Regions from separate parts of the Sus scrofa genome. Here region 2 is linked to region 1. A link is a contact called in public Hi-C data. All regions are on one chromosome and are shown on one strand. The core of a region is the stretch at or near the end of the contact, and the rest is flanking DNA. Distances in the headings are between cores, read along the strand shown. Region 1 overlaps GAB1 (GRB2-associated-binding protein 1). Region 2 holds the start of GAB1 (GRB2-associated-binding protein 1).

Evidence for each region. Hi-C and Micro-C count contacts between places; a contact is called where the count stands out from the background.
Region 2: a Hi-C map of embryonic fibroblasts shows a contact between it and region 1, with 4 times the contacts expected there. The contact joins the promoter of GAB1 here to the enhancer-like site in region 1. A contact is called at or near these places in 1 of 5 promoter capture datasets (liver), 11 of 47 Hi-C or Micro-C datasets (alveolar macrophages, embryonic fibroblasts, fibroblasts and 6 more) and 1 of 2 datasets of contacts at active chromatin or transcription factors (skeletal muscle).

Annotation. Positions count from the first base shown.
Region 1 is chr8:84,321,370-84,325,973 of Sscrofa11.1, reverse strand. All of the region lies in intron 1 of GAB1 (GRB2-associated-binding protein 1), which reads left to right. Among named protein-coding and RNA genes, the nearest start is that of GAB1, 68 kb to the left of the region's middle. Within about 2 kb of position 1,888, at least 31 of the 83 cell types and tissues checked have an H3K27ac peak or open chromatin away from gene starts, as enhancers often do. A contact at or near this core is called in embryonic fibroblasts and skeletal muscle, where this site is marked.
Region 2 is chr8:84,388,834-84,393,770 of Sscrofa11.1, reverse strand. GAB1 (GRB2-associated-binding protein 1) reads left to right here and starts at 2,260. Exons shown (of 12, transcript XM_003129177.6): 1 at 2,260-3,207. The coding sequence starts at 3,136.

The sequences.
Region 1 (4,604 bases), core at 639-3,138:
ATAATTTGGTAGTAAGACAGACAGCAGATAAAAATTAACCCAAGGTTCCGTATCCTAGTATGGATAGGAGAGAGAGCTGGGAAAATCCCCCCCGCCTACCACCACCTTCCTTCTTCCTGACATACGAATCTTGATAATTGGGGGAAATCTTTTGGGAGTCCTTAGTAGAAATTTGCCTTTCCTGGCTTTTCTGGTAGAGATCTGAGCAACAGAAGAGAAACGGGGGAAAGCATTACCAGCATAGGAGTTTGCTTCTGTCTTTTTGATACTTCCTGTTGCTGAGGGTTTGTTCAAGAGGAAAAGATTAAAAAGATATATGGACGGAGGAAGATGGATATCAGCTGTCTCATCTCTCTCGCCTTTCATGGCATGTGCAGCAGTCTAAGAAAGTTTAAGTCTTGTGTTCCTATATCCTGAGCATTGGCTTATGAGAGTAAACCTGGAATACTTCATCTCCCTTGATTTAGGCCCCTTTGTTTCCTCTGTGAGAAAGCTGGTGAGGGTGTTTTAAGCTGATACTGTGGACCTGTAAGGTATAGTTATAAAGCACTGGAAGGAAACTGTTTTTGGAACCTGCTAGAATTATACTAGTGCACTTCTTCAAAGAGTGTCATACGTGGTAATTAAAGGAGCTCTGTTTATTTTATGCTTTTATTCATCTCTGAATGCTTTTTTTGTATGGATCTTTTCCTTTGATTTTTTTTTGGGGGGGGAGGGGGGCATGCCTGTGGCATGAGAAAGTTCCCAGGCCAGGGATAGAACCTGCACCAAAGCAGTGACCCTAGCCACAGCAGTGACAACGCCAGGTCCTTAATCACTAGGGAACTCCCTATTTGATTTTTTTTTTTTTTGGTCTTGTCTTTTTAGGGCTACACCCACAGCATATGGAGGTTCCCAGGCTAGGAGTCGAATCCAGGCTGTAGCTGCTGGCCTACATCAGAGCCACAGCAACACTGGATCCAAGCCACATCTGCGACCTACACCACAGCTCGTGGCAACACCGGATCCTTTACCCACTGAGCAAGGCCAGGGATCGAATCCATATCCTCATGGATACTAGTTGGGTTTGTTAACCACTGAGCCTCGATGGGAACTCCTGATTTTTTTTTTTTTAATACAGTTCTAGCAAACAATTCTTACCGATGCAGGACGAGTTTTAGATGTGTTAAGTACTTATATGGGAGAGAAAGTCTAGTATCACCTCTCCAGAAATCATTTTGTTTAAAATAATCACGAGTTATTAAGCATTCTGATTGCTCCAGAAGTTAAGAAATAGAATCACTGGATCACGGAAGCCTAGAACCCATGTCTAATACTCGTATCTCTCTTTAGGAGAAATTTTCTGATGTTTTGTTCAGTGAGTAGAGTTTGTGTAACCCTGGCTGGCTGGTTAGCAGATGTGTGTCACCAGTCCCAAGGGGGGGGCGGGTCCCACGTGATTGGTTATTTACGTGAGTCAGTGGCAGCGTCTGTCATCATATTTAAAGAACTGTACGTGTTAGTGTGAAACTCGGGTGTAAAATGGGCAGCCCGTTGTTGCTGATGAGATCATTGGCAAAACCCACACCCCTTTCCAGACAGAAAGATCCCCATGGAGATAAGCCTGCTTTCCCCAAGGAGTCACTCAGCCATGCCTGCTACTCCCGAACCAGCGTCTCGTTTCACTTTACCTGTCCCTTGATTTGAAGTGCTGTGTAAATGAACTCCTAGCTTTCCAGAATTGTTCTTATGGAAATGATTTTGTTTGAGCTACTCCTATCAAAGACACCTGAAAAAACAGAAAGTAAAGCGGGCCAACCACATGAGCTTAGAAACTAGCAGTTAATAAATTGTCTGCTTGCACATCCAAAAATGCACATACTACCTCGATGCCATCTAGAGATGCTGCCTTTTCCTTAAAAGGTAATGATCAAAAGTCCAAAGGTGCACAAGGAAATAGTGAACCTACCTAAGTGAATACACAAGTTTTGTCTTTGGGGCAAAAGTGTGGAATAGAAAATTCCAAAGTTAACTTTCTGTTCTTGAGTAACTGATTTGTAGAAGTCCAAAGTACTCTTTTTGTGCTTTGTTGTGCTTTGTTTTGTTCTGTTCTGTGTTGTGTGCTGTTTTGGTTTTTCCTGATTTCTGTAGTGCCTGCCTTTCTCATGTTTTCTCTGCTCCTAAGGACGCCACTAGGGGGCAGACGAAAGAATGGAGAAAAAAAAAGGAAACCTATGCCCCGCATTGCCTTCGCTATAATTTTATGCCCGCGTGTCTGCTGCTCCTTCGGGATACCTTGCCGGAACATTTTTTTTTTTTCCTTAATGTATTTCATATAATAGCATCTAGAGTGGTTTTTATTACGCTTATTTCTGTATTTAAAGTGTAAACATTTATTCAAGCTTATGGTAATTTTCCAATTAATTCATTGTCACAGTATATTTCTTATGCTTTTCTAGCATGTTTCCACCCTCAAACCTCAAACCACTTAATTATTGTTTATGGATGATTGTAATGATGATCCCTGGAGGGTGCACCTTGTACATGAAGACTCTCATTCATTCATTCAGTCAGTCAGTCAGTCACTACTCCCTGGGTCCCTGCTTTTGTGAAGCATTGTGTGTGTTGGGATTTGAGAAAAGGGCAGTGAAAATGGAGCTCCCAGGAGACTGAATATAAACAAACGATTACTTATGGTTGCCCTCTAAGCCATTTGATGAAAAGAAGAGGCTGAGAGGAACCAGAAGGGATTCTTTTTTTTTTCTTTCCCTTTATACTCTTTTCTTTCTGTTATACTTTTTAATTCTTATGCAGTTTTTAAAGGTGACACTTCATTTACAGTTATAACAAAATATTGGCTATGTTTACATATTATATTGGCAGCATGTCTTACACCTACTAGTTTGTACCTCCCACTCCCCCATCCCTATAATGCTCCCCACAAGGAATTATTGATGACTGCAAAGCTGGATAGTTTTTATTTCTGATGATTCTTTTCTAACTGCTCCTAAAGACTAGAATGCCATATGGGGTTGGTGTGGGGGCTTCGGTGCCTTGTCTAGGGGGCTAGCCAAAGATGTTGTGTTTTTCAGTCTTCCTTTGTCTCTGCTCCACCAAGAATTGGATCTAGTTACCACAAATCATTGACCTCATCCAGCCTAGGGTTACATAATCTTAATCTTTAAATGAAAATCTCATTACTTTTGCCTTTTCATGGTCAATTATTCAACAAAAGACATGGTCAGTTATTCAGCAATATACAGAGCAGTGTTTTTGTTTTTATTTCTTTGTTAAAGCTAGTCAAATTTTAACTAGAGGTATTTTGTTTCTCCCCAACCTTTCCTCTATTTTTAAACCAAACTCTCCTTTGTTCATTGTAAATAATCTATAAATAGATTGCCTAACCTGTTAATTTTTAAGGATGAACATTTAAATGGCCAAGAAGTCAAGGTATTTATTATGAGAATGTGTTCCAGTTATAATAATGCCTTTAACGTAGGTTAAAGTCTCAAAAGATTTTTTTCTGGAATAAATTACTCTTCTGTTGGACTTAATCATTCTACACAATGTGATTTTCTTCACCATTATTGGTAAACAAGGTAATAGGATTTCTTTGGAGAAAATACATGTTTATTTTAGATATTATTTGCTTAGAGCATCAACTGCATACTGTAGCAAATTGGACAAGGCCCAGCAGGATATTGGAGTTATAATTAAATATCTTAATTGCTAGAGTGTATCTAGGGTGCAGTGCTAAGAAAGCCCACAGTAAATAAATGTCTTGGTTTTGTTTTGTTTTGTTTTTACAGTCATCAAAAGTGTTTTTTTATTGGGTTTCAGAAAGCATTTCAGTGAGGGCTTCACCTTTATTTTCATAATTCTAGCATGATAAAAAGTTCACAACAAGTGAAATATTAAGGAATTAAAAATTTAAAGCCAAGAATTTTAAACTTCTGAAAGTAGGTATGTGGCTTATAAAACTAAAAATACATTCATCTTTATTTTAAATGCTAGCTACTTTAAAAATATGAATGTATATAAATAAAAAGATGAATATATGAAAAGATATATTTTTTTGATGATAGGATGATATATAATTTTCCTCTGGTTTTTCAGTTGAATTTGTTTTTGCTTGTCATTTATTAAAAATTAATTTGTTGGAGTTCCTGTTGTGGCTCAGTGGGTTAAGGACCCAGCATTGTCTCTGTGAGGATGTGGGTTCAGACCCTGGCCTCAGTCAGTGGGTTAAGGATCTGATGCTGACACAAGCTGCAGCATAGGTCACAGATGTGACTTGTATCTGGTGTTGCCATGGCTGTGGCGTTGTCTCCAGCTGCAGCTCTGATTCGACCAGTAGCCCAGGAACCAACATATGCTGCAGGTGTGGCTGTAAAAACAAAAAAGTTAAGAAAATGCCCGTATGTCTTACATAGTTTTATTATGCCAGAACACTTCACTTGGATATCAGATAACCCCAGAAATATAGATTCCACCACAGCACTTTAGGAGGCACAGGCATTTGAAGTTTATAACATACAAGCGTAGGGCTCAGCCTGTTGCTGGCTGTAGGTTCTTTCCCTTATTTATTTATTTATTTTTTATTTGGCTGCCCCACAGCATATGGA
Region 2 (4,937 bases), core at 1,011-3,510, 67 kb before region 1:
CCAATGTCCTTTCTACATACGTGTAAGAAGACATGCTTGTCTTCAACCTCTCCTCACTTACCTGATCTTTAGAAATGCAAATCTCAAACAACACAGTCAAAGAGAGGGAAAAATACTTACTGATTTCTTATATGCAAATGAGATAACTGAATCCATTTGAAATAAAGCAAAAAAAAAAAATCATTGGAACATCCCAAAGTAGTCCAGGAGATACAGTGGGCCCTCCATATCTTTGGGTTCCTCATCCGAGGCTTCGATGAACCTTGGAGTGGGAAGTGTTCAGAGAAAATTTAGAAAGTTCCAAAAAGCAAAACTTGAATTTGCTGGCCACTATTTACATAGTATTTACATTGTACTTACTATTTACATATTATTTACACTGTATTAGGTATTACAAGTAATCCAGAGGTGATTTAAAGTATATGGGAGGACACATTTAGGTTACATGCAAATACTACAACATTTTACATAAGGGACTTGAGCATTAAAGGATCTGGGTAAGGGGAAAGGTCCCGGAACCAATTCCCTGGGAATACCGAGGCACAATGGCAGTACAAATTTCCACTAAAAAGGCCTTTACAACAGGACTGGAGGAGCAGTAAATTGTCTAGTCAACAGTTAACTAGGAAAGAGTGGACTAGGCTTAGCAATGTTAATTATAAATACTTTGTACAGACACACTGCCTGTGGGAGAAGCAGAAATCAAATTCAATGATTTATTTTCATTTGGAAGGCTTGTGGTAAAACCCGAGCTCACATAAAAAATTGCTTTGGTTTATTAGCTGCCATAAAAATTACACTCGTATTCTGAAAAGCCTTAAAATTTAAGAAAAACAATGAACCCTCTTGCTTGTTTTTTCTCTCTCAATCCTCCTTATCTCTTTGATTTTTCTACAAAACAAGTATAAATCTCCTCTTTCTTTACAAACACCTTTCTCATCTCTGGCTAGCTTATCTTCAAGGAAGACTTCTCTCATTCTATCTGACCTAGTCCCATCTGGTTATTCTTCCAATTTACCGTGTTTATTTTCCCCAGGGCACAACATTTATCACAATTTGTACTTGTGCTGACCCCTGTTTATCCTCTGCCACCACAGAAATGTCACCTCCATGAGTGCAGGGAACTTTGTCACCACCCAGCACCTATTTTCCTGCTATAATGGTAAACCTTTTCAAACTCAAGAGAAACTTTTGAATGCCAGTACTGTTATTAATAAGCAAGTGCCTGAGGTTAGGTTTTTCCAGAAATGTTCACTCATCTACTATTTTTAGCACTTTTATCTCATTTATTTATATTACCTTCTAAAATTTGTTTGGGGGCTTTGTTTTTCACAAATAAATTTATATTTCTATTACAGGATCGTGTCAAACTCAGGACCAGGTATCATAATTGCAATACACACACGCAAGCAAATAGAGCTAAGACGTCTAGTAAAGTTTCCCTTTTCTGGTTCAACATCCCAAGGGTAGATTTTAAACAAATCCAAAGTCAAGTGGAAGAAACTGGCTACAAGTGGAGGGAGAGTGACTTCAAAATGTCCCAGAGAGAGATTCAACCAAATCTTTGGTCCCAGTAAGAACTCCCATTACTCAGGCAAGGCTGCTCCAAGGTCCAGCCCACAGCGGCCCGAAAGGGTCCCCTTCTGATCTCCTCTCCAGACTGGGTGCCTTAGCGCGATCCCCTGCGCCCTTGTTCTCCTGGTGTCTGACCTTCAACCTCGAGGGCCGGGGCACAGGGGTCGAGGACTCTCAGGGCGCGCGGTCTCCCTCCGGCCGTCAAGTAGAGGCCCCCTCACCCCCCGCCCAAACCCCTGATTAAACAAACCGAACAAACTCCAAACTGACACTCGGCTGAGCCAACATGGCAATCCCCAGACCGAACATTCAAACGTTCCTCACTCCTTCAGCAGACCGAGCCCCGGAGCGCTACTCTCTCCGAGGCCTGGCCGCTATTCCCAGCGAGGACCCCGCGGGGGGCTCCCGGCGCCAATGCAGCCAGGCGGCCAAGGACCCCTCTCCAGCTTCCCGAACTACAGATCCCAGGGTGCCTCTCGGACTCCGGCTCCCTCCCTCTCTCGCTCCCTCCCTCCGTGCGTCTCCTCCTCCCCGGCCCTTGTTGTTTTGGCTGGAAGCGCTCCGGCGGAGTTTCAGAGAAAGTCTAGGCAGAAACCGGAGCCGGCCGAACGTGGGAAGGGGAGGAGGGAAGGGAGGAAGAGGGAGCCGGGAGGCCGAGAGAGGGAGGGATCTGGGCCGGGGGCCGGGCCGCTCGGAACCTACCGCACGCCCCGGGGTGGGGGAGGCGGCGCGGGAGGAGCGCGAGGGGACCGGACGGTGGGCTCGGTCCCCCCCAGTCTAGCCGCGGAGCTCCTCGTCTCTCCGCCTTCTTTCTCCCGCGGCGGCGGCGGCGGCGAGCGCGGACCCACCCTCCGGCTAGACCTGCGCCCTGCCCAGCGACGCCCAGCCGGCGGCTCCCTCCGTGGCTCGGGACCAGCCCCGCGCCCAGTGCCCACGGGACCCTCGCGGCTTCCCCTTTCCTCCCCGCTGCCCGGGCGCCGCGGAGAAGTGACCCACCCTCTCCCGAGGAGGAGGAGGAAGGAGAGGATCGCGCCGGGCGCCCCGAAACCCAGAGCGGGCGAGCCAGAGTGGGCGCCTCCCGGGGGCTTTGTGAGTGTGTGAGTGTGTATGTGTGTGTGCGCGTGCAGCGTCGTGTCTGTCTCGAGAGCGCTTTGGGAGGTCCTGTCCCGAGGGGGCGGAGCGCAGGGGGCCGAGGCTTGGGCTCCGCGCCGGGGCAGAGTCCCGTGGAGCCGAAGCGCGGCGGAGGCGGCCGGCAGAACGGCACGCCTGGCGGCCAGGCGGGCGCACTGAAGGAAGGCCGGGGCGCCCTCGGCCCGGCCGCGGTCCCAGCCCCGAGGTGTCGGCCTCGGCGGCGCAGCCCGATTCTACTCACGTCCAAGGACCTGCCTGCGGGGAAGAAGTTCGGACGCGTTGAGCCTGCGCGCCGCGAAGCCCGTCCGCCCGGTCCACCCCGTCCACCCGAGGTGCGCCGCAGTAGAGCAAGGTCCCCGCCTTTGCGCGACCGCCCGGCGTCGACGGTGTCGGGAGCGCGCCCGGCGCGGAGCCTGAGAAGCGCGCACCATGAGCGGCGGCGAAGTGGTCTGCTCGGGATGGCTCCGCAAGTCCCCCCCGGAGAAAAAGTTGAAGCGTTATGTAAGTAAAACTCCGCCGCTGCTCCCATCCCGGGGCGGCTCGCGCGGGCGTTGCTGCTTCCACTCAGTCCCCATCCCTTGCCCCTGGGCCCCTTCCCCGGCAGGCTTGGGACCCGGGCTGTAAGCTCCCGCCTGGCCTCCGCCTGGCCGGGGATCTTTCCTCCATCCAGATTGCAGACTTCGGCTCATCGGAAGGCCCAGCGTTGCCAGCTGAACGCCCGCTGCGTGTTTTTATTATTTTAGCGGGGGTGAGGGGAGGGCATTCTCTTTTCGTGATTTCTGCATGGAATTCTTAGGGGCTGCTGTGTAGTAAATTTCCCGCACTGGGAAAACCGCCAAGGTGTTGAACTCAGCAGTCTTCTCTTTGGTCCGCGCTCCCTCCCGCCTTCCCCTCGGGGTGGTTGCGGGAAGCGGGAGGGGAACCTGGGAAGCTGCATTAGAAAAGAGCATCTCCAGTCCGCGCGCAAGGGAAAGAAAAAAGTTATTACGCGCCCTGCCGTTTGCTTAGCAGGGTTCACATTTTTGCGGTTTTGAATCGAGGGACATTGGAGTTTGGCCCGAGAGCCTTGGCTGTTTGCTGCGAGAGGAGGGCGCTGGAGGGAGCCTGGTGGCTGGTGTTCGGGAGCTTTGGACACGCTGTCAAGACACGCAGGAGGGGACAGCTGAGGCCAGTTAGGATTTCTGTGTGTTGCGGTCCTTTTCCAGGCCATCAGAGCTTGGTATTTGTGTAATTGATACAAGATGCTGATTATGTGTTAAACCATTTTAGCTGTTAGGGAAAATATTCCTTGAAAGGACCAACCTTTCTTTGTGGGAAATCTGTGTCCTCTTGGGGGGTCTGGGATCTTCTCCCCTTCTCCCCCAGTGGTTCTTTTGTCGTTGCCCTCTGCAAAGGAAAGTAATGACACCTTTGCCTTGGCATATGGAGCAAATACTTTTCAAGTGAAGTATGTTTTGAAAGCAAAATTTAAGCCCCCTTAAAAATAAATTTACTACCAGGGGGCCGACACTAATAAAGAAACCTGTTTCTTGTTGAAGGGTATCTGCACCCAGCGTGAGAGCTCAAGTTAATCCTATTAGTCACTGTTTGCTTGCATTGAAGGAGTGAAGTGCAATATTTAACCTCACCGACCATTTGCCAGTGAGTTAGTTTCAGGTTTACTTTCTGCCAGAATGTGTTATAGACAAGTGATTCTCATTTAAGGACTTGATGTCACAAATGCTAAGAAAGTTCTCCAGAGGTTTTTGAATCCTTCCAAATCCTGCCTCCCCACCTATCCCAGATTGCTTAAATATTCTGGTAAATATGCTAGCTTTATTCCAGAAATTGGGGAGAGGCTGTGTTTTTTCCAGCTCTGAGTTCTAAAGAGAAGATTGTTTGTGTGTGAGAAGAGGGAGTAGGTTATTGGAGAGATGTATTTGTTTTGAGAAGGAACTGTTTAGGAGATGATTGGATTCTTGGAAGAACTAAAGAACAAGACCTTAGCTGCAGTAGGTAGTGATGATAGACGTTTAATGCCTTCTTTCACACTACTGGTTTATGGCTCTCTCTAAAGATGCCAAGCCCTGGACTAGGCACCATGAGATTTAAAAATACAGTAGGAAAAAAGCCTTGCCTGTTGGGCATGCAATTTAATGTTAATGCAAACCAGGCAGAAAATCAACACAGGACCTCTCAATGAGTCTGTGGATATTCGCTGAGCCTGTGAGGAAGAGGCGGGCTGTGGCTCA